Regions from separate parts of the Mus musculus genome. Here regions 2, 3 and 4 are each linked to region 1. Evidence: chromatin contacts called from public HiChIP or PLAC-seq data. All regions are on one chromosome and are shown on one strand. Each heading gives the region's core, a stretch centred on a gene start, on an enhancer-like site or on the middle of the called end of the contact. The rest is flanking DNA. Distances are from core to core; before and after follow the strand shown.

Region 1 (7,491 bases), core at 3,473-5,972:
CAATATAAAAATAAATAAAATTTAAAGTGTGCCATGATTTTAGATACCACTTAGTGGCATATTGCTTGTTCACTATCACTTCTAACAATATGACTTTGGAAATCCTTCCTACAAAAGGCTGGATTTTGGCGTCTAGATACAGAAGTGACGCTGTGCAATGAACTTTTGCAGTTTTCTTGACATACCTGGGACCTTGAGATGCTCTTTCTGCTCAGCAGCTCAACTGACTCTGAAAATAACACATGAAGAGGAATTGAGACACCTGACCCATGGTCCTGGCTAACTTCCTAATTGGCATCTTTGAACGGTGAGTGTACCAATGTGAAGACAGATCTTCAGATGGCTTGCCTCGATGTACCATGGAGCAGTGACTGCTGTTTCTACTAAACAGGTTCAAACTACACACAACTGAGCACATCACACGATGTTCTTTTCAAATCACTCAGTTTGGATTATACAAGCATAGCTAAGTAGTCCATAAAGCATGTAAATACAGATCAAAAAGTTTTAATTTATGTATTATGTTATTATCCTTGCTTCAGAGATGGGGAATGTCTAGGACAGAGTTCAGGCTGATCTCAGTTGTGCTGTTACTGTGTTTATTTGGCTGGAAGTCCATAGTTGAAAGGAGAGACATCTGGGTCAGACATGAGAAGATATTGGTTTGAGATTTATTTCTGCAATTTACTACTGGGTAAATCTGAGCAAGAGGGTTAGGTTGTTTGAATCTGGATCATTTCTTCTTTAAAACTGACTGGAATTACTAAGCTTATATTACCCTTTCTTTTCTTTTCTGTTCATTCATTTGTGCATTCATTTTTTTTCACTTATTTAACAAGATTTATAGATTAATTGTAAAAAACTATGTAAGCAGTCAGGAGATAAAGATACTATATTAGTTTTCTTCATAGAGTTTATAGTTTAGTAGAGGCATTATATATAATGGATTTATTGCAAAACATCTCAATAAATGCGATCTTATATATAATCACAGGGTTGCATTGTGATGAGAAGAGAGAGCTATCAGCTCTGCCTTGGGTAATGTGGAATAGTCCATAAAATGGGAGACATCAGATCTGTCTCAAAGGCAAACAGACATCAGCAAGTGGATAAAGGTCAGTGAGGTGTTTCAGAACTGGAGAGATATACAGAGTGGTAAGACGTAAGAACGTACGTGTCTGTAGCTAACTATAAAAACTTGACTACAGGGAGCCACCGGGCAGCTTTTGGAGAGCTTGGTGCACTCTTTAAAGGCTCTTGTGTGTACTGGTAATGGGAACCACAGAAGTAGTTAGATCATACAGGTAACAGGCTTGAGCTGAGATCTAGAGAGTAGATTTTGTCGTGGGCATGCAGGAGGGGAATGCAAACAGGATGCTGGCAATCTGTTTAGCACGCAGATTCAAAAGTTCAAGAGAAGGCTGATGAAGGTCTGAGCCAGGGTAGAAGTGAAGGCTAGAGGGAGAGTTGCTTGTGTCAGACATATTTAAGAAACAGAAAAGATAGAATTTAAAACCAGGCCTTTGAACAGATGCAGGGATTGGGTGTAATACTCTACGTTCAGTGATAAAATATGCACTCGGCAAAGGTGAGGACTTACCACATATTTAACTCTGAGATTTGTATTATAAAACATATATGTAAATAAATATATATAATATATATAGTTTGTAAGTATTATATGTAAAATAATATATAAATATATAGAACGTTAGCATATAGCCCCCAATTAGAGCATATTTATGCCATGTTTGGTTGATATCCATGGGAGGCCTGCCCTTTTCTGAAGGAAAATGGAGGAGAAGTGGATCAGTTGGGGAGGGGAAGGGGTGGGAGAAGAGGCTGGGAAGGGAAGAGGAGGGGAAACTGTGGATATATTATCTGAGAGGATAATTTTAAAAATTAAAAAGAGATTGCATATCTAATGTGCTATTAGAAATCTGTATGTGACTCATGTTAACCAGGTTTCCGGTCACCTCTGCAATAAAATAGACAGTCTGCAAAGGTGAGGACAAAACACTCACAGAAATCAACTTAGAAGGAGAAAAGATTGATTTTTGCCTCAGGCTCTCAGAGGATTCCAGCCTCGGCTGCTTGGGCTTGTCAGTGTAGGCCCCTGGCAAGGTGCAACACCACAGTGAGACAGAAAGTCATGGTGGGGGTGGAGGCAGGATGGAACAGAGCAAAGCTGCCGACCTCCTGGTGGCCGTGGAGCAAAGACACACTGGTGTCAACTCGACCTTCCCTCCCGAGTTTCTCCCACCGATCAATGGCTCACCATCATCAACCCTTATGACTCGTTTTCCAAAGGCCCCACCTCTCGTCATGGCTATTTAGGGACCAACCCATCAGGACAAACGCCCTTTAGAAACATTTCCTATCTAAACTGGAATGTGACTTTCAAGGGAAGTAGTTGAAGAAATAAGCCTTCCAGTCTATTCCTTATTGTTTGCTGAATTACTTTTCTTGGAGAGATGGGAACGGATGCTTGCTTACCCTGGATAAGGCTTTGGTGGCAGGCCAAAGTAATGATTCCACCCAAGTGTAACTTGGCCAATGAATGAGTTTATTGAACATGCTTACAGAAGTATGGATTAGTCGGTACTTATAGGAGCACAGGTCCTCTCCAAAGCTGCACTACTGGTATCCCAGCTTCATTCAACTTTCTGCCTCCTGCACCCCAGAACTTCCCTTAAGACTCTGTGCCTCTGGTGGCTACGAGAGAGGGAATATTGCTTGTGCTCTCAGGTGAGGTCCCTGTGACCCTCCCTCCGCTTCTCTTCCTAGGGAGTGTTCACAGCTTCACCACTCTTATCTTAGACTTAGATATTACTCTTGTGTTCTGATTTTTGCCTAGTCTCTAAGACCAAGCAGTCTTTAGGTTATCCCAACAACCTCTCTGTCCATGATGGCTGTGTAATGTCCAGAAAAAAAACCACCTTCCCTTAACAGCTGATAAAGAATTAATACAAGCCCAGTGACGTGACAACACGAACACTGATGGAAATGGAGAGAAATGTGGAGAAAGACTGGGAGGCGGTGGGTAGTGGTAGGTAGGATCTCAGATCCAAGTCCTCGGTTCTGCCGTTAGGGTAGGGACCTTTGTTTGATGGGGAGCTTCTCAGAAGATAAACACTAGGGAGGAGCATCGGCTTGTCTTCCTCTATCATCTTCCTTTTTGGTATGAAGGGTTGGTCTGAAAAAAGGCGGCTGTTTGTTCACTTCTCACAAACAGTGAGATCTGGAGGAGTCTAGTGAAGTCGATTGCACATGGCACGTCAGGTTGAGCAAGAAACCTTTCCTGTTCCTTATGGCCTCTGTTACATAATGCCCCAGGGAATGAATGGCCTTTATTTGCTCTAACTCAGGAAAAACTGAGGATTGACCACATCGTCAGATAGTTTGAGTTCATCGAACAGCCAGTCCAACATCAGAAAGAAGGAAAGACATGAACAAAAGCACACATAGAAAACAGAATTTGAGATCTGAGATCTGAAATGTTAGGAAATGAGTCTGGAGGGAGAGGCCAGGGTGTGTGTGTGTGTGTGTGTGTATGTGTGTATGTGTGTGTGTGTGTGTGTGTGTATGTGTGTGTGTGTGTATGTGTGTATGTGTGTGTATGTGTGTGCATGTGTGTGTGTATGTGTATGTGTGTATATGTGTGTGTGTGTGAGTGTGTGAGTGTGTGAGTGTGTGTGTGTGTGTGTGTGTTTTGAGATGCAGTCTCGTATAGCCCAAGCTTGCCTTCAACTTAGGTAGCTGAAGATGACTTTGAACCTCTAATCCTCCTACCTCTTCCTTTTCAGTGGAAGACTGTAGGTGTCCATGACTGTATCTGGCTTCACAGCAGCTACTGAAGGCTTCTTTTTGTTTAGGATGTTAGGATATGGAAGAGTAGGGTCTCCAGAAATAACTCAGTCAACTAAGACCCAGGATCGGGTTGCAATCTATGATGTCTTGAAGCTATGTATAGAGGTATTCTGTGGTCCATAGCAAGCATGGGAAGGGCTTGATTTCAATTTGTTGTTACCTTAGCAAGGACACATAGATCTGTTTTGAGTACTTCCCCTTAATAGTGCCCAGGTTTGAGAGCCCTTTACTTGCGATTCTGACACTAACCAAGACACCAGGCTTCCTAATTTTGCCATGTTACCATTCCTTTTACCTCCAGCCTGGGAACCCTTGCCTCTTCCCCGGGGTGGTAGGAGGGGGAGGAGAGAACAGAAAGTTCCCTTGGAGCATTAATCACCAAGGAGAGGCAACTGGCAATAAAACCCACAGGGAGCCTGGGCTAGGCTGGCTTTCTAAGTGTGGCTGAGACCCAGCAAATAACTCACTCTGATTATACCACCCAACCCTTGGGTGAAAATGAGTCAGTCCAGGGAGCATCCAGGTGGAACCCTGGAGCAGCTGAGTCCTTTACAGAGGGGGAGGAGGAGGGGAAGGGGGAGGAGGAGGGGAAGGGGGAGGGGGAGGAAGAGGGAGGAGGAGGAGGAGGAGGAGGAGGAGGAGGAGGAGGAGGAGAACCGCATTGCCACTATTAGGGAGCAAAGGATTCCCAGGGGTTCTGGGAGGGAGTTTCTGGGCTTTCTGTTCTTCTTCTTGACTAGATGATCCTGTTTTAGTTTCCTTTCTAATAAAATTATCTTCGCACTTCTATGCCTGTGCTGTGAACTTGATCAATTCTGAACTACATAGAAATCACTTGCCCATGAACTACGTACGTAGAAATGAGGAAGCAGAGTCAGATGCAGTTTATATTGACCACTCGGGATTGAAAGGTAGTTTAAAAAAAATCTGAGTTGTTGTAACCACTGAGTCCCCTGCCCCAGTACCTCTGACTTAATACTCCTGCTGTAATCTCACCCTGCTGTGAATATGGCCCACCCGCAGTGAGAATTGCTTCCCCTGTGCTTGTCCTCTACCCATAATTCCACTTTCTTACCCGGAAACACCCTTGACCTTTAGTAGTGAAGGGAGACAAACCCTGAGGCAGAAACCACGAACCACAGCCATTGTCTTCTCGTGCAAAACTGGGGCTACCACCATGTTTTACTGGTAATCACTCTTTGACTTTCCTTGGCAAGTGGACTGCTCTTCCTCCACCCCCATCCTGTCCTTTCTTTGGGTCCATTTGTCCAGAATCTAAACTATATAGGATCCCATCTTCACCAGCACTAACATAAGTTTGGTGATGTGGTTATTTTATTATTTTAAAAACCTTTATGTAAGTGCATGTGTGTGTGTGTGAGTATAGTTTCCCATTATGCACACAGAGAGGTCACAGGATAATCTTTGGGGTCCTTTCTTGCCTTCCACCTTGTCTGAGACAGCCTCTTGTTCAGTACTTTGTAAACCGGGCCAACTGGCCCATGCGTAAGCTCTTGGGGACTTTCCTGTCTCCAACTCCCATCTTACCACTGCGTCCAGCATCGCTGTGTCCAGTTTTGTGTGGGCTCTGGGGATCCGAACTCAAGCCTGCATGCTTGCCGTGACCAGTGCGTTACCCAGCGTGTTTGGTTCCGAAGCCATTCCCAGTATGTATCACAAGTGTCCTGTTATTCTGAGCTTCACATTAGCAGCCGAACGCATATTCCTCCCAGATCCCCAGCGAAATACTTCAGCTGAAATACTTCAGCTTCGGTAAGAGGATCTAGTAGAGTGAAACTTCCAGAATTCCTGTCTCTCAGCAACAAGATTCCTAGACTTTCCCACAACCTCTGTCGGATCTTTGGGTCTTAATTTCCTTTCTACTAATGTGACTATTCAAATTATCTTAAAACAACACGGATTAGTCATGACTCAAGGTGCAGTTTTTGAAGCCTTGCTTCTTTTTGTGACCTCCCTTCCTCTTCCTCCTGGCACGAGCAAACATCGGGTGGTTGTGTAGCGAAGCCGAAGGAAGAGGTGGGCTGGGGAAATGGAGTTGTTTTTTGTGTGGGTGAGTATCATAACCTTTTCTGGTTGTTTGCTGCTACACCAGTAGCCTTCTCTTAACCAACCCCTTCCCACCTCTTTACCCTCAACCCCCCCCCCCCCCGAAACCACAACCACAGTTAAATAATTAAGGGCACGAAACAAATAAAACTGCCTGTGTGTGAATATGCCTCTCTGGTCACGCTATCCCCATGAGAGACACCACCCCATCAACAGAATTCTACGGGCGAGGCAGGTTCACAATGGACGGGAAAAAGAAGGCCAGCATGTCTGGGCAATGGCCTGTTGGTTTTTGGAAGCTAGAGGAGGGTGGGGCAGAGGCACTCCCAAGAACTCTGGCAAACTTAGGTGGGAGAGGAAGAACAATCTCACCTCCTCAGCCATTGGGGCCATTTATTCATGTTCCGGCTCCTGGCTGAAAGAGGCTTTTAGGAGAGTCTCCAGGCACTGCAGCTTTGAATGTGAATGAGACGATTTTAAACACTTTTTTTCCCCTTCTAATACAAACTTTTAAGGAGACTTCTAAAGTTGCTGTCTCAGAATCCAAAGGCTCTACTTAAAAATGTAACTAAAGAGTTAAATTTGAGAACGATAATTACACCTTTTGCAACTTTCCGGGCTTTGGAGTCCTGGTGTGAAGTAACAAGGTTATCTATCCATCTAGATTCCCCTAAACTGAAGAGGGAAACTTTTACAAAATACAGCCTCTGAGCTTCACCCACGGTCAGTGAAATCAGAACGATTTTCAGTGAGTTTAAAACTCCCTGTTGAGTTTAACGAGAAGCTAGGTTGCACCTAATCCCGCCAACTAGCATCTCTAGGCATTTGATAAGTATTGGCGTGATGCTGCATCTTGGGTCCAGAGATAAAGAGGTGACGTGCCCCCGCGCCCCCTCCTCCACCCTCACCCCATGAGAGGGATCGAGAGTGGGCCTCCAAGTCAGAGGAGGGCTCCAAGTCTCAGGAAAGGGGGGAAACCAATGGAGAGCAGGCAGAGGAGGGCGACTGTGTCGAGAGCCCTAGAAAAGGAGGTCTGTATCGCAGAGCAGAGCAATAAATACAGTCAGACTCTAAACCACGATCTACTGACCACAGAAAGCTCACTGAAGGCAGGGTTGAGATAGATCAGTTGCAGCGGGACTTCAATTAGCTGAGGCAAGGGGGAAACAAACACGAATGAGCGCTATACTTTGTTCTCTTTCCTTATGTCAGAATATGGCCACCACTGTCCTTAAGTTGGTTTGTTTGTTTTTTTGGTTTTGTTTTTTTAAAATTCTGTACTACCAACACTGCAAGTCGGATAGTCAGCCAGCGCACCGCTACCTAACCAGAGGGTCCTTTACTCCCACGAGGCTGGCTGCTTGACAGAGGGTGTTGGAAAATATTGAACGCCGAGGCATTTACTGTCTTCCCTGGGCTTAGTGACCTTACATCCTCGTATTGTCGTTTCTGTATTTATTTCTCAAAGCTCAAGCCTGGGAAATTTTGGTGAAGGCCCTGAGAGATAAGTTAAAAAAAATATATATATCAGTTTTAAAAGTAAGCCACAGGCCT
Region 2 (7,491 bases), core at 2,007-4,506, 230 kb after region 1:
TTGTGCCTGAAGCCTACAACTCCTCTCTTTTGGATCATCACAAAATACATAATAGTTTGTTGAGGGCTCAGTCATCACACTGTGCTGTGGGATGCGAAAGCCATTCCTCCATCTGCACACTGACACTTATCTGGCCTCTCATTCGCTTGCTGTCCCTTCTCAGAATCCAGTCATTACTAGTTAATATTCAGGTTGTTTTTGTTTTGCTTTCTACTAGACAGGAAATATGCAGTACTTTTCCTCCTAAGTCTGGCTTATTTTATTTAGTAGAATGTGCTCCATCATCGGTTTTGCTGTAAATGACAGAATCTCACTTTTTTTTTCTGTTAGTCTTTACTTATAGTGGCAAGTAAGGAATTTTTTTAAAGCACACACACACACACACACACACACACACACACACACACAGAGTTTTATGTATTTAAATAACATTGCTTTTGTCTTTAGGAGTACAGTCAGGATCCATGCAAGTGTGGCTGATTCAATTCTACTGCATGAAATTCACATTTCTCTAAATAATTTGGTGATGCATCCATGCAATACACAAAATATTGTCTCTGCATGCATATCACTAAGTCCTTGTAAACATTCGTGATTTTTTTCCACAGAGAAAGAAGAACTGTGAACCATAGAATAGCATTATAAAAGGTTTTTTTATGTATCTTACCAAACTGACTTTCAGAGAGCTAGAAAATAATCTCACACTTAATTATTTAGAAACTCAGCAACTCTTTCTTTTATTTAGCAGGTATATTAGTGATAAAAAACTACTGAGGAGAAGGTCGGTGAAAAAAATTTTGGAGTTAGTTTACTAGTCTGTAGATTACTGATTCCAAATATGTGTTTCCACCAGTCAATACCACTTAGATAATTGTTTATACAGTTACATAGTATAGTCTGCTCACTTTTCTTCATTTTGATAAGAAATTCATGAAACAGCTGTTGGATATTTTGCTAAAGTCTATACCAAAAATTTTCCTATCCATAAAGATATACTAGCCTTTCCAGTGGATAGAAGTTTTATTAGTTTTATATAATAATCTCAGTGAATTTTATTGGTTTCTAATGATTACTTTTTATTTAACAACATTGATATATGGAACTTTTTATAATGATGAAAATGGTCTGTTTTCTGAACTATTCACTATCATAAACAGTAGAGGGTGTGTGTGTGTGTGTGTGTGTGTGTGTGTGTGTGTGTAATGAGTGGTGAAAATAAGCCTGGTACAACTCAATAATGGTTTTAAAATAAAAATAAATCATATAATTTTGAATAATGAGGTGTCAATAGTGGCTGCTATATTGGGCAATGAAGATTTACAGTATATGACAACACTTTTTCTTTATTATTCTTTTTTTATCTTATTCTTTTCTTATATATTACATCTTGACCACAGTTTCCCCTGCCTTCTTTCCTTCTAGTCCCTCCCCACATTCTTCCCTCTCCCCAAGATTCACTCCTTCATTTCCCTTCGGAAAAGAGCAGGCCTCTCTGGGATATCACCCAGTCACAACACAAGTTATAAGACTAGACACAAGCTCTCATATTAAGACTGTACAAGGCAACCCAGTGGAAAAGGTTCCCAAAAGCAGGCAAAAGAGTCAGAGAGAGCCCTGCTCCCACTGTTAGGAGTCCCACTAGAACACCAAGCTACACAACCATAACATACATGCAGAGGACCTAGGTCAGACCTATATAGGTTAGTTCATTCTCTGTGAGCTCTTATGTGCCCTGGTTAGTTGATTCTGTGGACCGTGTTCTTGTGGTGTGACAATTTTAAAGAATAAGATTACTCATGTAGTCTAGTGGGAGTTCAATATTAGTTTAAGAGACTTACCATTCCCAGATGCCCAGGGTTGCTCTCCTAATAACAGCTCAGTCTGGGTTTGTTGTTGTTGTTTGTTTCTGTTTTTTAATGGAAAGTTTTTAATCTCCAGACTTCTCTACAATTTCATCCTTTATAATCTGTGATCCATGGATGACAGTAATTTCTTGTAAGCAGTTTATATCAAGTTATTTTCATACCCCGGGATAATCGAAACTGGTGACATAATTTTTTTCTTTTCAAAGCAAACTGGTTTCATTTTCTCTAACAATGTTTATCTGAATCTTATATTGTGAACATTCTTTTCCTTGATGGAAAAAATATAAAGCAAAATGAATGCTAGACAATTTTGTACTGCATATTTCATCCTTGGCATTATGGCCATCTTTCTTAGAGCCCGATCTTTGCCTACTTTTTCTTCCTGAAGCTGATGTTGCTAGCTGCATTTTCTGTTGCTAATAGCAACCTTTGTTTGGAGCTGCTTCGGCTTCTCTGTAAGCATTTGAATTGCCAGCCTGGGCACTGGTACTCCCGAGTGTTTACCTAGAATCACTGGCTTTTTTTTCCTCTCCAGTATTTTGTGCAATTTGAAAAGTTGAATTCAATAGGAACATGCGTGGCCGTGTGTCTTCTTTCACAATGGCTCCTTTTGCAGCTCTGGGAAACATCACATCTGAGTACGTTTTCATTGACTTCAAACTTACCACGAGTGGTGGCTGACCCCTAAGAGCCAGGTCTAGAGCCGGGGCTGAGAATTCTCAGATGAATTAAATACCACTTTTGCCATTAAAGGATTTACACACTATCAAGAGAATGGGTCTCATGACTTATGTTCCAAAAGCCATGTGCAGAGGAATATACGGAGGGAGAGTGCTAATTATCCTTGCAGACCCTGACGGACAGAGTAGGAGTAGGAATTCTCTGGAACAACCAGGGAAGTCTGTTAAAAACAGAAAATATGGAGTTTGCATTGCAGAGAAAGGTGCTAATGTGGTAGAATGACTTGGTGGGACAGAGGTCAGGAGAAGATCTGCTCTGGAATTCATGAGAGTTCCGGAAGCTGAGGCAGGAATCTGGCTGTTTAGAGACGTGAGATGCGATAAGGCTGGCGCTAAGGAGTGGCTCAGTATCAGTAAGGTATCTTGCATGCTACCCTAAGGAATTTTGATGTAGTCTAAGTAAAACAAGGTGGAAGGTTCTGGAAGAGAGGAGGTAAAGGACTGGAATCCTTCTTTAAGAAAATGATCTGTTTCAGACATGTTAGACCCCAGAAGGCTCCTGCAGGAGAAACGATTCATCAAGTGGATGAACAGGAGCCAGGGTGCTGCAGAGAAGCAGAGCCCACATTTCAGACCGATAAGACTGTATAACTGACGGCTGTGGGGTAGGAAGGGGCCGGAAGGTGACTCACCGGAAGTTGAGTCACTGCCCTCAGATGGTGTGCTGCTTCCATAGCTGTCCACTGTTCCCCCTTGAGTCACCTTCCCTTTAGGGTCTCTGGGTGTGAGATCACGTCTGCCTCTCTCTGCAGACATTTTTCCAATGGCTGGTGTGAGCTAATTGTAGTCAGTATTTTATTCTTCCTGTCCTAGCAGTTCCAAGATGTGATTATCATGCCCAAAACTTCATTTTGAGACCATTCTAAATGTACGGAAGGGTTTAAAAAGTAGTGCATTAATTTCCTCTCTATCCTTGATTCAACTCCCTCAACCCCGATAGCACCTAACAATGCAAGAATGATAAAAGTTAATATGTTTACCTTAAAATTGAAACACTACTAATTATTTCATTTATTTGAATTTCAGTAGCTTTTCTGAATTTGTCTATAGGCTGATGAATGATACTTTTTGTGAATATATATATATATATATATATATATATATATATATATATGCTTATTTCCTGGTATAACTGTGGATTTTTAATATATTCTTAACTGAAAATATTTTTCCTTGAAATATATTCTGATCACAGCTTCCCCTGCACATCTTTTTTCCAGATCTTCCTCACTTCACGTACTTCAAAATCCATGCCTTCTCTTTATCTCTCTCTCTCTCTCTCTTTCTCTCTCTCTCTCTTTCTCTGTGTGTCTCTGTCTCTCTCTATCTCTCTTTCTCTCTAGAAGACAAATGGACAAAGGGGAAAAGAATAATACGAAATAAACAAAAAGAAAGAAAAGACACAAGAAACATACATACACACACACACACACACACACACACACACACACACACACACACACACACACACATAAAACCCACAAACCCCATGAGACCAGAAACAATAATATACAAACAAAAGACCAGTAAGGTAGACAAAAACAAAAGCCCAAATAAAGCAGTAAGAGAAAATAAAATGAGTTTAGTTTATGATGGCCATCTACAGCTGAGCATGGGGCTTGCCTTTAAGTGTGGGTTGAGCAACACGCAGCAAATACTCCCTTGGAGAAAGTAACTTTTCCTTTGTGAGCAGCTGTCAGTTGGAGATTGGTTCTTGTTTGGGGATGAAAGCTTATGGTCACATTCACCTCTCAGTACTGAGACCCCATCTTGTTTGGGCATATGCAGGCCCTGTGTGTGTATGTGTGTTGCTACAGGTCTCTCTGAGTTCCTAAGTGCACCAGTCCCGCTGTATCTGGTTTTCTTAGGGTCATCTATTCCCTCTGGCCTCTTTCACACAATTTCCTGAGCCCTGAGGGGAGGGATTTGATGAAACATCCTGTTTAGTACTGAACGTTCCGAGCTCTCTCACACTGTGCACATGGCCTGCCTGTGAGCCTCTGCATGTGTTCCCATCTACTGCATGAGGACGCTTTGCTGGTGATGGCTGAGCAGAACACTGTGATTTATGAGCACAGCAGGATGTTATTAACAGCCATTTTATTGCTACTATTGTCATTATGTTCCTTTAGCAGAACAATAGAATGTGGTTTTCTTCAGGGTCCCTGACCTATCTGGTCTCAGGTTCTTGGCCACCTGAGCGGTGTCAGGAATGGGTTCCATCTTATGGAGTGTCTCTTAAATCCAACCAGAGATTGGGTGGTTGCTCCCCGCATTGTGTGTGCCAGTATTTCACAGATTCGTATAGATTAGGGTACCAAGAGAGTCTTGTAATATTTGGTCTTTGATTCCAGTTGCTGACAGATAACCCCTCAGACTTTTTATTGAAACATAGTTTTGGTGTGTTTCATACATGAGTCTGATGAATTCTGATTAATGTAACCCCATCCTCTCTCATCTCTGTCACTCTTATTAACGCTCTCCTCTTTCCCACATCCATGTATTTTTCTGTTTTAGTTTGAGGCCCACTGAGATTATTGATCTGTGTGACCATGAGTGGAGCCTTGTGCTTTCATGGATGGATATGCAGCCATAGATGATGAAGATGATGCCTGCCTTTGCCCTAGTAATCTAGCAGTGGGTCAGTAGGGAGGAGTCTTGCCTCCTGAGCTTCAGTGGCTGACTGTTGACATGCCCAGTTGTTTGCAGGCCCATTGCCTTCCCATCCCTGCTTAAACTTCCTGCTCCGACTATTCTCTCTGTTTTCATGTCACTTATGCTTGCTATCCCCTGCCTTATGACAGTCCCCAATCCAGTGGCCCTTCTCTGGTTTCCTGGCTTCTACAGGTACTCAAAGTTAAACACACACACACACACACACACACACACACACACACACACACCTTAAAGGTGTGAAAGTAAGACCCATGTACAAGAGCATGAAGTCATTCTAAGACTGTTATAGATTCCTTAGTGTTTGGAACATATGACTTACACATCCCTTGGGAAAAGTTCCTTGGGATTTCCTTGGTGACAGACACACTTTTTGTTCTAATGAGGTGTTTCTTGGTGTGTTGCTGCATAGTAACCAGGTTCCAGAGAATTAGCCTTGTAGCTAGAAGGGTGGGACTTTCACCTGCACTCACCCCCCAGCCTCTGTGGAGATAGAGGGGGAGAAAGGCTGAAGAGTGAGGTGATCACCAAAGATCAGTGATGCAGTTAACCATACTCTCATAACAAAGCTTCCACAAGACCTCCAAGTGAGAGAGTTAGGAGAACCTTCAGAATGCCGATCAGGTACCTGGACTGTGGCACAGCTGGGGAGACATAAATGCTCACCGCCTCCTCATACACATCTGTCATGTGCACCTTTCCATTTGGCTATCCCTCTGTATCCTTCATTATATTCCATGTCAATATAAAAATTAGAGCAAGTGTTTTCCTAAGCCATGAGAGCTATCTTAGCAAAGCAATTGAATCCAAGAAGGGAGTCACTGATACCCTGATTTATCACAGGTATAAGAAACAGCTTACACCTTTCAGTTGCTGTCGGATGCCGGGGTGATAGTCTATGACTAAATGTTTAACCCGTGGGAGCCAATTCTGGGTTCAGGTAAGTTCTATCGGAATTGTAGTTAGGGCCCATTGGAGAACTGCCTGTTCTACAGGGAACTGCTCTCACATCTGTTGTTTTATGTTGGGTTGTAAGTATTGGATGTATGTAAGTAGTAAAATAATAACTGGGTTTTTCCTCTTTTGCAGCTAATTTGTTAAACATCTTTCATTTTTCTTTGTCTTTCATGATTTTGACACTTTCCAAAGCACCAGTTGTCTTCGTGGGAGATGCTCTTCTTATCATGACTAATATGAGATTATCTTGTATTTCACAGTACACTGTGGATGTATGAACCCTTTTCAATCTTTCATACCAGGATATATATAGTTTCTATGCATATTATTGGTGATGTTTTGATAGCTTCATGAAGATAATATCTGTCAGAGTCTCCACCATCAATTTTCCATTTTCTTGCTTATTACTCAACACTTTAAGGAAGATAATTATAGATATACAAATATACTATTTCTGCTTAAACTTTTGCCCATTAATTTTAACTTCTTTTGGTGGATCTTACCTTCCACAACTATTCCTATGGTTGTCTGATGGACGTTTTCTATGCATTATGTAAAATTCTTCTACCAGGAAGACTTGTCTATTTATACACTAGACATTAATTGTATTGTTGGAAGTATAATCTAATATTACTGTTATTGAACGTCTGAAAATTTTCTGGTCACTGTATGCTTTTAAGGACCCCTTGCCCTTTCAACATGGTTGCGTTTTTACTTCTAACAATGTTCTTAACCTTCTATCCCACAAAGAGAGTGTAGGGTATGTGTCCCTTTCCTGTTTTAGCCCTGGAATCTACCAATTCTCCAGGGAGTGCCCATGACTTTGGAACTTGTTCTTATTGCTTTTATTTTGCCAAGCAGTTCTTCACTGTGGACTGGAATTGAGTCAAAAATAACAGAATGACATTCAGTGCTCTCTTTTCTGCTCCCTCAAAGTTTGGGAAAGAGAAGTTTTTACTAGCACACTATGAATTGAGATTCAACAGATAATGCAACCCTAACAGAACACTGTCTGTTAGCTCTGGGTTATATTTAAGGATGTGCTCCTTACAACAGAGTCTTGTGTAGGCAGCTTATTCTACTTCTTGATATTTCACCCTGGTTAAAAAAATTCTTCTTTAAAGTGATTGGATATTTGCTTTTTTATGTCTCATCTGGCAATACAAGCTTCTGCTAACTGAAAATGTTCCCCAACTCCCAGTGTATTGATGGGCACACAAGTGATTACCAACAGTGCCAGTGAGTCACTCTCGGTT
Region 3 (7,491 bases), core at 1,524-4,023, 180 kb after region 1:
GTACATTAACACAATGGAGTACTACTCAGCTATTAAAAAGAATGAATTTATGAAATTCCTAGGCAAATGGATGGACCTGAAGGGCATCATCCTGAGTGAGGTAACCCAATCACAAAAGAACTCACATGAAATGTATTCACTGATAAGTGGATATTAGCCCAGAAACTTAGAATGCCCAAGATACAATTTGCAAAACACATGAAACTCAAGAATAACAAAAACCAAAGTGTGGACACTTTGCCCCTTCTTAGAATTGGGAACAAAACACCCATGGAAGGAGTTACAGAGACAAAGTTTGGAGCTGAGACCAAAGGATGGACCATCTAGAGACTGCTGCACCCGGGATTCATCCCATAATCAGCCTCCAAATGCAGACACCATTGCATATGCCAGCAACATTTTGCTGAAAGGACCCTGATATAGCTGTCTGTTGTGAGGCTATGCCGGTGCCTGGCAAACACAGAAGTGGATGCTCACAGTCAGCTATTGGATGCAACACAGGGTCCCCAATGGAGGAGTTAGAGAAAGTACCCAAGGAGCTAAAGGGGTCTGTAACCCTATAGGTGGAACAACAATATGAACTAACCAGTACCCCGGAGCTCTTGTCTCTAGCTGCATATGTATCAGAAGATGGCCTAGGCGGCCATCAGTGGAAAGAGAGGCCCCTTGGTCTTGCAAACTTTATATGCCCCAGTACAGGGGAACACCAGGGCCTAGAAGTGGGAGTGGGTAGGTAGGGGAGCAGAGAGGGGTAGGGTATGGGGGACTTTCGGGATAGCATTTGAAATGTAAATGAAGAAAATACCTAATAAAAAATTGGAAAAAGATATATATAAATCTATGCCAAAAAATCCTAGCTTCATAAGATGTAAATAGTGGAAGTAGATAATTTAAAAGAAAATTTGATTTTAGCATGTATGAGGGAAGGCCATCATAAATTCAAAGTGGGGATATTCTTTTCCATAAACATAGACGGATAAGCTTGAGAGTCCTAGAATTGTACTTTAAAAAAGAGTCTAGATGCTTTAACAACAATAACAACAAAACTATAGCATAAACAAACTAAACCATAAATAAAGCCAAAAGAGAAAGATAGAGTGGATAAAACACCACAAAACACACATCTTGAGAGAGTCAGTCTGTTACAGTTCAATAGATAAAGGATTAAAGAAGAGAATGTGCAATCATCCTCTTAGCAGCATAGCTCCTCCCCAGGTTATCTTATGTTCCTATAAACAAAAAGAGGCCTAGGAGCACACCCAACCTTTTGAAGAGAATTTGCTCACACATAACATAAACAATGAAGAATGCAATCATTGCCCTGGAACACAAAGGCCTTGTTTATGTAACACAATAGAACCAATATGGTAGTTTTCACCTAGCTAGACCTGAGAATAATTTCCTTATATTATCCAGACTGTCATTTACGCACTTATATTCACTTAGCCTACATTGCTCATCTGATTGCCCCAAGAACATATAATTAGGCAGTTTCTAAACCTGAAATATCCACTTCAGTATGTGTAGAGTTTCCCCCATGATGCCATTCATGAGATAGAAACCTTGAAGTTACCGCCAGTCTAGACAATGTATTTTGAAATCTTAAAAGCATTTTTTTTCCAAAGGAAAAAACCCGACCTCATTTTACTCAGTACACAAAATAGATATATTGCAGCGCAGTGATACCAGATGGGTTAACATTTCCATTTCTCCTGCACTCAGTGCACCATGGTGAAAATAATAGTATTTCCTTGTCCCTGTTTACACTGGCTGAGAACCATGAATTGTGGCTCTGCTCCAAAGCTGGTGACTTATCGAGTCATAACTCTGTTCACCCACAAATTAAATATTTTTCTGTACTTGCCCTTTGGATAGGATGCTGGTGGGAGGAGATAGGGTGAGCCTTTAGATCCATGAGCTGCAGCAGGGCATTGTTGATGTGGGTTTTCTAAGTTCAGATACTAACTTTAATATTTGAGCAGGGCAGTGAAGAATCAACACGGGTCTACTGTGTTTTCCTCCTCTAGATTAGTTATTATTTTTTTTTTTTGCATAAGTCTACTTATTTCTAAATACACCCAGAAAGATAAAAAAGATAGCAGAGTTGTGTCTCCAGGAGGACAGTGACAGTAGGTTGTAAATAAAAAAAGAAAAAAGAAAAAAGAAAAGAAAAAAAAAAGAAAAAGTTCAGAAACTTCTTTAGTGTCGAAGATATACAATATACAACTCTGATTCGGCTAAGCAGATATTTTAAAAATTGAATGGATTTCACTGAATTTTGTGAGAAAAGCCTCTTAAAGGCAATTTTGGTAGCTTAGGTTCAAATTTGAGTTGCATAAAGAATTAATGAAGTGTAGGAAAGATAAATGAAGCATCTCTCCAGGTCTCCCTACATAATTAATATGTAGATCATGAGGTTGTTTGAGCTCTGGGTGTTCTCTTAGCCCAGTTTAGAAGGATGTAATGTCTTATTGCATGTAACAGTGGCTCAGGAACTCCACCAGGATGACTGCACAGTCTTTGTTGTTTGTTTGTTTTTTGAAACAGCTCAGCTCAGCTTCAGCTAACTATGTAGCCGAGGGTAGCCTTGAACTTCTCATCTTCTTGCATGCATCTCCCAGGACTGGGATTACAAGCATATAGCGCCACGCCCAGTTTTATTCTATGGTCTTGACCTAAAAGATTGCAGCACAGGTTTATCTGTGAGGCAGTTTCGAGAAGGTCAAACAGTGATCTCAGCTGGTGACTGTCATCTACTGACGTCAAGAGCACTTCATAGCTTGTCATTTGGTGTATTTTTAGATTCCAAAGACATAGCTGGTGTATTTAGTAGTATCAGTCTTGACTCATGAATTTTTGTTAACCTTCATCATCTGTTTTTAATGGACAGATCAGAAAAACATTTTTTTCCCTCGTCCAAGTGATCATTTTCCTCAGAAAGTGGATCATAAAATATCGTACCCACATACTATTGTAGAGAAAAAGTGATTGGACAGTACAAGTGCCACTTGTTAACAGAGCAAAGAAGAGACACAAGATCTCCAAGTGTCACTTTTCTTCAAGTGGAGATAGTAGTTTTTGGCACCATGTGGCATGCTTTCTGGGTCATAAAGTCTGCATTTAGAATTATAATACCGACAAGGGTCCCATTCTAAATGAGCTTTGGCAGGAGCTCATTTATTTCCTTAACTATCTATTTGGAAGTGCAGAAAGGAATGGGTCCCAGGTGGCTCCAAGATGTCATTAATGGCTAGGGATATTTTCTCGGGCAGGGAGAGAGGTCCTTTCCAGCTGTTTTCCTTTGCAATTCTAAGATGATTGCCAGAGGCAATAAATAATAAATAAGAAATCAGATGTTTTAGTTGAAGAAAGAAAGAAACTTTTAACTTTACACTATGGAATCTAAATCCTTTGCTATGCTGTTCGGCCAACTTTGGTCATGTGTGCCCTTTGCACTCTACTTCAGATAGACTCATGGTGATACAATGCTTCAGTCAACATATTGTCTGGGAAATGGAATACATCATAAGTGATTAGTTATGGTATCTACCGTGTACTTACAGAGTAATTAGTTGAGAGCTAATTTAGATGTACAATATCTGGTCATAAACGGCATTTGCTAAATGGTAATTAGTACACATTCTGGTTAATTATAAATGGACAGGCCACTTTGAACTCATAGTTTACCCTGTTTGACCTAAACTCATTGATAAAGGAGCTAAGAGCTTAGCTTTGACTCAATGATTTTTTTTTTTTTGTACAGAGAAAATAAAATTTGAAAATCCTATCTTATACCTATGGTGCTAAGCCCCATAAACATTTCACACATTTGCCACTGTTTACAGTAAAACCCCATCAAAAGAGCATCAATGAGTCAGAACAAATCCATTATCACAGTGGAAAAACAACTGAAGTGAATGACTTTTTAAAAATAATTATTGAAAATAGATTCTTGTATCATACAATGTGTCCTGACCACAGTTTCCCTTTCCTCTGCTCCTCCCAGCTCCACTCCCCCGAGCTCCAACTCTCCCTGATCCAGTCTACCCTCTGTGTCCCTTCAGAAAAGAGCAGACCTCCAAGAGATAACAGCCAAACAAGACAAAACAAGATGCAATCGGACAAGGCAAACGCCCTCATATAGAGCCTGGGCAAGGCAACCTGTAAGTGGAAAAGAGTCCCAAGAGCAGGCAAAAGAGTCAGAGACAAGATGTTTATAAGAAAAACTATGAGAAGACAGACTTTCTGAGGCTTCTTGCTTGAACCAAGGACCTTACATATCCCAGGCAAACACTGTATTATTGAATTACGCTTCACTCCCAAACAATTAGTCTCCTACCCCCAAACTACTTTTAAACAACTAATTTTTATGCAAGGAAAATGAATTAATAAAGTCAGTTTTGTATCTTCAGAACATATATTGAGTTATCAAATAAAAGCATTGGTTTCTCCATATAGAAGTACTTGTAGACCAAGTACCTGGATTATACTAAATGTTAAAAACCAATTCCCCACTAAGTAATCAGCCCCCAAAGCAAGGATAAAGTTTATATCTTAATCAAGTTCTTACACTGGTGTAATCAGACCGGGAAAGGAATGTTTGGGATATGTACATAATTCACGCACGTCCTTTCTTCTAAGAAGAGTAACCTATACAGTGAAATATGTTGGTCCATGTGTTCACATTATTTCTTAAGAAAATAAAACGATCAACAATTTGTCAAGATCAGGGAACAGCTGACCCTCTCCATCATCATAATTTGAGAATTTACTAAGAAGAATATTCACAAAATAAAGGTCACAGAGGAGAAAAAGTACAGGAGATTATAGGTAGTATTCAACACAAGAACACAGCCCACAGGATCTAAGCAGCACTCATAGGGGCTCGCAGAGACTGATGGGATGAGCAGAGAGCCTGTATGGGTCCGAACTAGTCCTCTGTATATATGTCCATGTATGTCCATGTATGTCCATGTAGCTTGGTATTCTTGAGGGACTCCTTACGGTGGGAGCGGTGGTATCTCTGACTCTTTAGCCTGATTTGTTGTTGTTGTTTTCATGCTTACTCTTATTGTATCTTGTTATGTTGTATTTGATTGCTATCCCTAGGAGGTCTATTCTTTTCTGAAGGGAAGTGGAGGACGATTGGATCTGAGGAGAAGGGGAAATGAGGTGAGGACAGTGAGGAGTTGGGGGAGGGGACACTGTGGCCAGGATGCAATTCACAAGATAATAATAATAATAATAATAATAATAATAATAATAATAATAATAATAATAAAGTTTAGAAGAAGAGAGAGCTACCTGCCCCCAGTCTCAACTCTTGTCTCTGTCCATTACCCATGCTCAAGACCTCCAGGAACTCCAAGGACTGGCAAGCCTGTGTGCAGAGGAGGGGCTCTGCAGCTCAGTGAAAATGTCAGTACACTATTTCAGCAGATCCATTCTTTGGTAAACCTGAGAAGATCCTGTCACCATTTCGCCAGGCTCTGGCACCTAGAGGCCATGAAGCAGTTTTGGGGACCAGTTGGGAATTTAGATCCCTTGTCTTCTTGTGATTTTATTTTCTGATTGGCATTTTCAACATACTCACTCTACCCACTCTCCCTCCCACATTTTCCTGCCTCCTTTCTCAGCTTGGACCCTTGCGCTCCTGGTGTTCTCTATTCTCCTATCACATGTACTCTGCCTGCTCACACCTCTCGAATCTGCCTGGCTGTCTGCTTTTCTGTGTCTTCTTAGTCACTTGGAACTTGGATCAAAATCTATGGCCAGGGCCAGGAAGCTGGAGTGGGTGGGTTGGTGAGCAGGGGGAGAGGGGAGGGGATGGGGGGGGGTTCAGAGGGGAAACCAGGAAAGGGGATAGCGCTTAAAATGTAAATAAAGAAAATATCTAATAAAAAAAATCTATGGGTGTCAATGTGTATAACTCTCACAGGACTGAATCCACATGAAAGTCTGTCTCTGGAAACTCATTGACTAAGCATATTCTCGGTTTCAGAAAATTTGTTCAACCTTGAAAGTTTCAAAGTTACGGATGTAAATGTCTATGTTTATTAAGCGTAGTTTTACCCATTAGTGTGTGTAGAGTGTAGGTGTGCATGCCTCTGCTCCTGGGTGGACAGAGGACAACTTTCTCAAGTGGGTGCCTGCCTTCCACCCTGTTGAGGCAGAGGGTCTGTCATTGTTTATGCTCTCCTTTGGGCCCAGGCTGGTTGGCCCACAGACTTCTGAAGCATTCTCTGATCTCTGCTTGCCATCTCTGCTTGAGGGTGCTGGGATTACAGACGGTGCCAACTCTGGTCAGGCTCAGGCATGAGTGGCAAGTTCTTTGTTCTGTCGAGTCATCACTTTGGCCCTGGGTCAACAGGTTTTTTTTTTTTTTTTTTTTTTTAAGCCAGCTCTATGTATCTGGAGCTTCAGGATGACACACGGTTGACAGATTTTTGGAGGTTTAAGTAAATTCTTTTTTTTTTTCTTTTAATATTTGATGATTCTTATCTTTATGTCACATGTTAGGCTGTTTTATGTAGTATCGTTCCAGCATGCTCATTTTGACAGTTGGCCCAAGCAGCATGGAAACCTGACAGTTCTCAGTGGACGGTGTGATGTGACTAGAGCAACAGACTTCAGTGTCTTCAGGTGGCTCAAGAAAGTGGTAAAAACAGTTTTTTTTTTTTTTTTTTTTTTTTGCAAACGATAGTTCCAATGCATTACTGCACCTGAGGTTGGTTTATTGTGGGCTTCCAAGACACAAGACAATACTGACTTACAACACCAATGGGCATCTAGGCCTGGGAGTAGGAGGGGAGCCAATCATGGGCCAGGGACTTTTTTTTTTTTAACTAGGGTAAGGATGAGAAAAGTTATGTTGTGGTTGAAGTAGAATTCTTATTTACAGTAGGAGAGGCTAGACTTTGGTGTGTCATTTTTAATGTCCAATAAATACAGGTTAATACTTGATTAACCCAGCACTGACCTTCTGGTAACAGATAACACTGACCCTATATACATAGTGTGTTAAACAAATGAGTTTATGCAACAGCACTTTCACTGGGTTCTTTGAGTTGTATAGTTATCAAAACTGACTGGCTATACTTTAATAGACCAATATATATTAGGCTAATTACTTACTTTCTCTGAACTTTAGTTCATCTATCAGAAATGTAGCTTATATAATATTTCTCAAACCTATATGGGCACACACACACACACACACAAACACAGAGGGGGGCAGACACACACAGGTATAATAACTTTTAAAGAGATAAAAGAAATGAGAAACATTTTAATATGCTAGCAATACTGATAGCTATCATTTATTAAGAGACATTTGTGTATATGATTTCTGAAATGTTTTAATTTACTCTCTTTAACACATATATGAAATATGTGCTATTATTTTCATCTCAAGTTTATAGGGGAAGAGATAGACTGAGAGAGGTTTCACACTCACCAAAAAAAAAAAAAAAAAAAAAAAAAAAAAAATGT
Region 4 (7,491 bases), core at 1,516-4,015, 160 kb after region 1:
TATTATAATGTTATTTGTGTGAGATTTTTTAGAGATTCATCATTTCCCTTTGACATCTGCCTACTCCATTTCTGGAGGGAAGGAAGACAAAATACCTCTCAGAGATAGGAGTCAGTCTTAGCCAACTATTTGGGCTTTGGGCCTCCGACTTCTCAGACTCAAGTGTGTAGTGTAGAGAAATTTTATCCAGCAACATGCCTGCTTTGGCAAAGGAACACATCCAAAGACCTAGGACTGTGTGATCTGACTGGAATGACACACATTTAATCCCTTTGGCTGGAATACAGACAGGACCTTAGTGCACACCTTTAATCCCACACACTGCAGGCAAAGTTAATTTGTAGGAGGAAGCAGCCATGTTTGGAAGTGACTTTTAATTGAGTAACAAAGTGATGAATAAGAGAAAAAAATTTGATGGAATGAATCAGAGAAAGGATTCATCCCTCTTAAGAACAGTCCAGGAAAGAGAGGTCTCTTAAGAGAGAAGCTCAGAGATAAATGGGGGATGGTAGAGGGGAAAAGGAGAGGGGAACAGGGAGGGGAAGGGGAGAGAGAGAGAGAGAGAGAGAGAGAGAGAGAGAGAGAGAGAGAGAGAGAGAGAGAGAGATTGATTTTGGGGGGGGCAGGTTTACAAAGACAGGTTATACATGAAGATAGAAGGGGCCAGAGAATGAGGAAGATCCAGAAGGTTAGAATCCAGAAAATTCGAACAGATTGCCAGAATTAGTTTGAAGCCAAGCAGAGCAATTCAGTCAAAAGCTAAGAGAAGTCCATTTGAATCAGTCAGTTTGGAGAGGAGTTTTGAGCCAAAACAGCTGAGTTGATAGCTAGTAGCTTTCAAATTCGTATGAGAATAATTTTCAGTAAAATATACATATCTTATTGATATGGTACTTAGTAAACTCAGAATAAAGATGTCATGAAATACTATTTTATTTATCTCTTTTTGAAAATATATAAATGCATTTTGATTATATCCACTTATAACCTTCTCCAACTTCTTTTTGGCTTCTTTCCATGCTCTCTTCCCACTTCATATTTTCTTTTTCTTCTTTTTCTTTTTCTTTATAATTCACTGAGCCAAATTCATACTGCTTACAGGCATATGAGTGTAGGACACCCTCGAGAACAGGCAACATATAAAAGGTTGCACCCTTGAATAAAAGTGACCCTCCCTCTCCTGCCATTCATAAGCTGCTAATAGCTTCCAGCCTGGGAGTTATCTTGACATCCATCATGGAATGTTTACTAGTTTGGTCTTATTCAAGCAGCCATAACTGCTGTGAATTCATAACTAGTAAAGGCTTCACCATTCATTAGCACTCAGAGCCTCGGGTGTACTAGACAAACATTCCTGCCACTGAGCTACATATATTCTCAGCCATGTTTGTTTATTATTACATGTGACTCAGTAATTTGGTTCTATAAACTATTAATAGATATTCACCTGCCATTTGAAAATACTGATCTGTTTTATCACATTTGTTCTGTTCTAATTATCAATATAATCCTGAGGATTAAACTGTAATTACTCTAATTATATATCCCTCCTTCTTCACAGAAGAGAAGTTTGTATTTGTTAATCTCTTCTTTCCTTGCAGTGATTTCACAGATATTCACTCTCATGAAGAAACTAGGTTCAGTTGTTCGCTGTTCTCCCTGCGCTGACAGGCAATCAAAAACCCTCTGGTCTGAATACGTCTGTAGGATGTAAATAAGAAAAAAAAAATCACAGTCTTTTAATTGTTTTCAGTTCCTGGAAGAGGATTTCGGTTTGGTTAGGACTATTTGTGGTAATCCTTTGGATTCAAAATTAGTATTTCATTAACCAAATTTGTTCGTTTAAAAACTTGTATTTTTCTTCCACCTTTACTACACACCCATTAACAATTATGCAGGAATGCATCTGCCCTAGGGAAAACTGTATCTTTATTCTGATGAAAACTCACTAAGAGTCAAAGAAAATTCCAATTGTTCTTAGCAATACTGTAGCACAGCATTCAAGGGATGTAGTACCAAGGTGTGAAACAGTGTTACTCATTTTAGCCTTGAGAGCATTGTAATAGAATTCTAAAATACAATAGTTGAAAGTAATTTTTCTGTCTATTGATAAAGATATACTTGTAAAGAATAAATAGCTATTGTATAAATATTAAGTGATTATCATTTGTGAAGGACGATATCTTTAAAAGTATTTTTTCCCTAGATAAAAATCCCTGATCCACCAGGGTTTCTCTCTTCATGGTGTTTGAAGACATCATTAGGGCTTTTATGTTCCCCTTGGCACTCTTGCACACATAACTTTACAGGAAGTAACTATTGAAGGGAATGTTTCATGTGCCATCAAACTTATTTCTGTTAAAGATGTTGATAGGAAATGAATTTGAACTTTCCTTTCCTTAGATGCATATAGTATTAAAATTTTTGGTTTGCATGGACCTAAGGCAGAGCCTCAATAACGGTAGCTATAAAATGCTCATCTGTATTACTAATTGTATCTTCCTTAAATTCACACACACACACACACACACACACACACACACACACACACACACACTTATGTGTATATGTATATGTACACACACTCCTGGTATGTCACAATGTGACCTTATTTGGAAGTAAGTTCCTTACAGATATGTTTATTTAAGACGAGTAATATGAGAATAAGGTGCCATGTGAAGAGACAGACACGCACAGAGGATAAGCAGTGTGAAGATGCAGGGGGAAGAGAAACAGCATCACCATGCCAAGGAATGACTAAGGCCACTGGAAGCTGGGAGAGAGGAATGTAACAGACTGTGTCTCAGAGTCCTGGGCGGGGGTTTGGGGTGGGGGAAACAACCTTGCCAACCTCTTCACCACAGATGGAACTCCAGATCTGCAGGACAATGGGTTTCTGTGGCTGAAACTGTGTACCTCTGTTATGGCACTTCAGCAAATGATATCATTGGGAAGGCCAGTGAGAAAGAAATGTACTCTGAAAACAGAGTGTCCAAGCAGAGTGTCCATAGGAGAACAGGAGGTATGGAGTGATGGCAGATAGATCTTAATGTCTTTAAACAGATTTATTTATTTATTTATTTATTTATTTATTTATTTATTTTACTAGAAAATGTCAGTTGGAGACCTTTTTGAGCCTCCAGTTTTTTTTTTTTTTTCTGGACTAAAGTCGCACTGATTTTCACACAGGAGCTCTAGTGCAGTTCTCTCCATTCTGCTGAGTGTGCTTTCTAGCTTCTGTGCACACTCTCAGCAATAACACACATTGAGTTCCTATGGTGTGTCAGACAGTGTGCTGAGAAACACGAATGGGTTCAGCTTTCTGAGGGTGCCTGGGCCAGAGGTTAAGTCATGTGACCTGGCTTCAAGAGAGTGGAAACAGGGAACTGAGGCACCTCTCAGGAGGAACACAAAAGCTGATATTAGTCAGTGGTGGAAAGCTTCCCAGAGGAACTGGCTGAGCATTGTTGAGAAAGAAGAAAGAATGGAGATGAGAAGTAGGCATGGGGTTACAAGAATAATTTATTAAAAATAAGAACATATATAGCAACGACTAGAGTTAATGTAAGTTATCCAGTCTACTAAGGAAGGGGCTTATTATCATCATTTTTCATTCAAAATTACTGAATGGTATCTACTTATGGCATGTGATGTAGTAATTTAATATGACACGCTCATAGACTATATCTTTAAATAAAGCAAAACTTCCATTTTTAAAATACTTATTAGTATTTTGTACTGGGAATATTTTAATTCCTTTCCTATTCTTCTAAATCCAATGTAACATGAAGAAAAGCATCCGTAATGCAGCTAAGAATAGGGTGGAGAGAGCCGACTAGAAAATTTTCTGTAAGGAAGGAGATGATTGTGGCTTTGATTCCTGTGGTTTAATTGTGGCAGAAGTCAAAGGGAGGAGTTGAGAAATAATTCAAGGGTAACAACAAAAGCCAGTGACTGGCTACATACAAGGAAGGGGGTAGAGAGGTGGCTTCTGGGGCTTGCTTTCAGGGTTATAGAATGGGCTGAGTGTTGGGGTCATTTACTAAGCAGGCCATGCAGGAAGTAAACCAAGACTGGAATGGCAATGCATGTGGTGACTAAAACACATGAGGGGTCCATGAGACATCAAAGGATCAGCATCTCTCAGCCTTTTCCCCGTCTCTATATTTTACCATCCATCAGCATTGTCCTCCCTGCCCCATTTACTTCAATAAAAAAAAAGTGTGCGTACTTCAGGACTATTGTTTTATCCTTGTATCACTGAGCTTAGGAGTTCTTCTTGGGATTATCCATACATTCATTTGTCTCAAACAGGATTAATTTCTCTAAATTCAACACGTGCTTAAAGCCATGGAAAAGACTGTTTTTAATGGCCACAAGAGCCCAGATCAGAACACAGCTTACACAGGCTCAAGGCCAGGTTCAGATCTTTTCTCTCATGGTAGCTCAAGTCTTCTAGGATGTCTCTGATGGTGCAGATGAGAAGATTCACAGCCACCACTGCGACTCCTCAGATGCTCTCCTGTACTCTTTTCCTTCCTGTTGAGAAAATGTTTCCTTGAGAACAACATAATGGATCTCTAAATAGGGTTTGCCTGTAGTCAGTGATAGATTGAGAGACCAGCAGAGTTCATTTGGGACAAAGGACTTAATGACAAATGGTCCTGAACCAATTGAATGCTGACATCCTCCATTTGGTAGCAGCCCTCAGTGGAAGATGTTTCCTGGTCCTTAAGTGGATGTGTAATGATAAAAGCCAGGGCCCTGTGTGACCATGGACTGAGTTCAGTCCTGACCAGCTGTGTGATTCCAGACAGGTGCTTTAATCTCATTTTCTTTTTTCATTTAATTGGCTGATGGAAGCACCCAATCTACAGAAATGGTGAAGATTCAAGAACATGTGTGTGAATTCATGTGCTGCAGTATCTAACACACAGTAAGCATTTAACAGATATTAATTTCTCTTTCCTGGATGACTGTTTTAGGATGGATTACCATGCTAGCTGGTGGTAGTGGTGGGCACAACAGAAGTGTAAATGCCCATACCTTAATATGTAGGGAGGGCCCTACATATTCCCTTTAATAAAAAAATCTCCCATTTTCCAGGACATGCTAACAGTCAGAGCATTCTCAGGTCACACAGAAGGTTTGTTGTGCTTTAATGTACCTTGACTGCAATTGATTATTTGCTCTGGGTATTGCTCATCCCAAGACAAGGCAAGTAAAAAGGTGCCAACAACCTTCGGGTGACTTTGAGACAATGATAGGCAATCCCTTCCAAGCACTGCCTACTTGTGCCTCTTGCCATTAAAGCTGAATATCATAATACCAGGATGAACAACTGAGCTAAAATCACCAAGATTGCTTCTATAGCACTTTAGAACCAGTTGTTTTTCTTCCATGATGTGATGGAAATCTGTTTTCTGTTGTTCTTTTCATTGCCATTTTCAATCCCTTTCTCCTGAGAGATTTAATTGTAGCTATAATATGGGCTCTAAGCCAGAGGAAAATTTGATTAACTATTGCAACAGTAAAGGTTTTGACTTTCTTCCTCCTATTAAACTTTTACCTTCAGGTCAGTACCTTTATGTAAAGTCTCTATTCTCAGAGGATATAGTTTTTGAAGAATTATTTTCAATATCTCATAAAAATCAAACTTTCCCTCTCAGTTCTCTTGGGATCATCTCAAAACCCTCTCAGATGTCCAAAGGTAAATATATTGCACGGTGTCATTGAGGATCCTGCTATAGTTTCACATGGAGAAGGATCTTTAGACTTTGTGAAGATGAGTAGGGAGAAGATGGAGAAAGTATCCCATGAAATGATTATGCTGTTTGAACATGAGAGGGTAGGAACCTAGGAGTGTGGGGACTTGAATATAGATAATCGTTCCTAGAAATGGATGCTAGAGGCTTCACAGAGGACCAGACAGAAGTAACCAATGTCTGTATGAAAGAAGAGACCCTTAACATTGCAAGAGAGATACTGAGGTTTCTGAAAAATCTGTGCCCTCAAATTTATTTGTGCAGTAAAAAATTAAAATGCAAGGTTTTGGAGTCCTATACTCCCTTATTCCTCATGAAGAACATGAAGACCAAGCTGCACATCTGTTACAAATGTGTAGGGGGTCTAGATCCAGGCCCTGCAAGCTCTTTGGTTGGTGGTTCAGTCTCTGTGAGCCCCCAGGGGCCCAGGTTAGTTGACTCTGTATATTTTCTTTCTCTAAGTGCTAAGCTAGCCAGACTTGCTGTGACTACTATCAGGAGCCATTTAGGAGAGGATAAGGCTAGCAGTAGCAGGTGAAATTCCTGGAGATGGCCCACATTTTGCTCTGTTTTGTTTTATTTTGATTTGTTTTCATGGTCTGCGATGGATGAGCTCTGAGAGGCAAGGACCCAAGAGACTTCATCTCAGGATTGTTTCTTGCAGCTGATATGCCTTTCCTGTCAATATTATTACATAGTCTAAGGATTTCTGGACATTAGTCCACCCTATTGGGAATATTTCCTGCAGATCAACATAAAAATGAACTTTCATGAATTAATACTGTTTAGAAGAATTAATGGTTTTTATAGAAATCCTGATTTGATTCATATAATTTTAGAAAGAAAGTTTTAAGAGATGGTTTTAGTTGTTTTGCTAGAAAGATATAATAATGTTAGAATCAAGAATAGAATGTACACATTCTATTCCTGGGACAAATTTGTGATCATGGAAAAGCATTCATTCTATGTCAGTTCCAAGGATGAAACCACAGTGTGCAGTATGATAAAGGGACGCCATGTAAAACTGTTGCTTTGAACTTATAATGAGCTTACAGAATGAAGCACTGCTTTGTACTTAATATCAACATCCTTCTGTAACTCCTCTTTTGTGTAACATTTTATCTATGAGGTAATTTTTGCCTATAAAAAAGACAGAAAACAAAAGTGGTGGCTTGGGGGGTTTGGCCCCACCCATCCATTCATCCATCCATCTATGCATCAATGCATTCATACATCCAAATGTATGTCTGTGTTATTTGGGGCTCAGTTCCATTCACCAAATGTATATATGTGTGTATGTCTGTTTGTCTATATGTACGTGTGTACGTGTATATATATGTAAGCATTCAGAAATATTTGTGAAGTTGATTGAGACAGGGTGGGTGAACCCTACCAGAACGTACATGCATATGAATGTCTAGGTGTCTGTGTACATTGTCTGTGTGAATGAAAAATTAATGAGTTCAAGCAAGAACCAGAGAGAAGGGAGCCCTACCAATTAAGCCTCTTTTTCTTCTTAAGTCCCCTGCTGCTAACAGAATTTATTACCAGAAGCCAACACCTTTGGCCTTAGAATAACAAAGAGTTTTAGACAAAAGAAGAATTGCCAAAGATAAATAAACTTCCATCTTGTTGCTGACTCCACACACTATCACTTCCTTTCCTCAGGGCTCTTTCATGCTGGGCAGGCTCCTGGCATACTTCCTGCTTCACTCAATGGAGGATA

Evidence for each region. HiChIP or PLAC-seq counts read pairs in DNA pulled down with a chosen protein or histone mark.
Region 2: a BATF HiChIP or PLAC-seq map of CD8 T cells shows a contact between it and region 1, with 6 read pairs. The contact joins two enhancer-like sites. A contact is called at or near these places in 3 of 484 Hi-C or Micro-C datasets (bone marrow-derived macrophages, pancreatic cancer cells and peritoneal macrophages) and 4 of 115 datasets of contacts at active chromatin or transcription factors (CD8 T cells, bone marrow-derived macrophages, embryonic fibroblasts and 1 more).
Region 3: a contact with region 1 is called in a FOXA1 HiChIP or PLAC-seq map of pancreatic cancer cells. The contact joins two enhancer-like sites. A contact is called at or near these places in 2 of 39 promoter capture datasets (the 3T3-L1 cell line and 3T3-L1-derived adipocytes), 3 of 484 Hi-C or Micro-C datasets (embryonic fibroblasts, pancreatic cancer cells and uterus), 4 of 115 datasets of contacts at active chromatin or transcription factors (the NIH/3T3 cell line, embryonic fibroblasts, pancreatic cancer cells and 1 more) and 1 of 9 other capture datasets (embryonic stem cells).
Region 4: a FOXA1 HiChIP or PLAC-seq map of pancreatic cancer cells shows a contact between it and region 1. The contact joins two enhancer-like sites. A contact is called at or near these places in 4 of 484 Hi-C or Micro-C datasets (adipose-derived mesenchymal stem cells, bone marrow-derived macrophages, pancreatic cancer cells and 1 more), 4 of 115 datasets of contacts at active chromatin or transcription factors (CD8 T cells, effector CD8 T cells, large pre-B cells and 1 more) and 1 of 9 other capture datasets (embryonic stem cells).

What each region holds. Positions count from the first base shown.
Region 1 is chr16:55,786,317-55,793,807 of GRCm38.p6, reverse strand. No RefSeq gene overlaps it. Among named protein-coding and RNA genes, the nearest start is that of Nfkbiz, 32 kb to the left of the region's middle. Within about 2 kb of position 4,722, at least 74 of the 459 cell types and tissues checked have an H3K27ac peak or open chromatin away from gene starts, as enhancers often do. A contact at or near this core is called in CD8 T cells and pancreatic cancer cells, where this site is marked.
Region 2 is chr16:55,551,141-55,558,631 of GRCm38.p6, reverse strand. The region is part of intron 1 of Gm45968 (a long non-coding RNA gene); the gene reads left to right. Among named protein-coding and RNA genes, the nearest start is that of Gm45968, 28 kb to the left of the region's middle. Within about 2 kb of position 3,256, at least 143 of the 459 cell types and tissues checked have an H3K27ac peak or open chromatin away from gene starts, as enhancers often do. A contact at or near this core is called in CD8 T cells and pancreatic cancer cells, where this site is marked.
Region 3 is chr16:55,607,378-55,614,868 of GRCm38.p6, reverse strand. No RefSeq gene overlaps it. Among named protein-coding and RNA genes, the nearest start is that of Gm23003, 16 kb to the right of the region's middle. Within about 2 kb of position 2,773, at least 30 of the 459 cell types and tissues checked have an H3K27ac peak or open chromatin away from gene starts, as enhancers often do. A contact at or near this core is called in pancreatic cancer cells, where this site is marked.
Region 4 is chr16:55,627,690-55,635,180 of GRCm38.p6, reverse strand. No RefSeq gene overlaps it. Among named protein-coding and RNA genes, the nearest start is that of Gm23003, 37 kb to the right of the region's middle. Within about 2 kb of position 2,765, at least 51 of the 459 cell types and tissues checked have an H3K27ac peak or open chromatin away from gene starts, as enhancers often do. A contact at or near this core is called in CD8 T cells and pancreatic cancer cells, where this site is marked.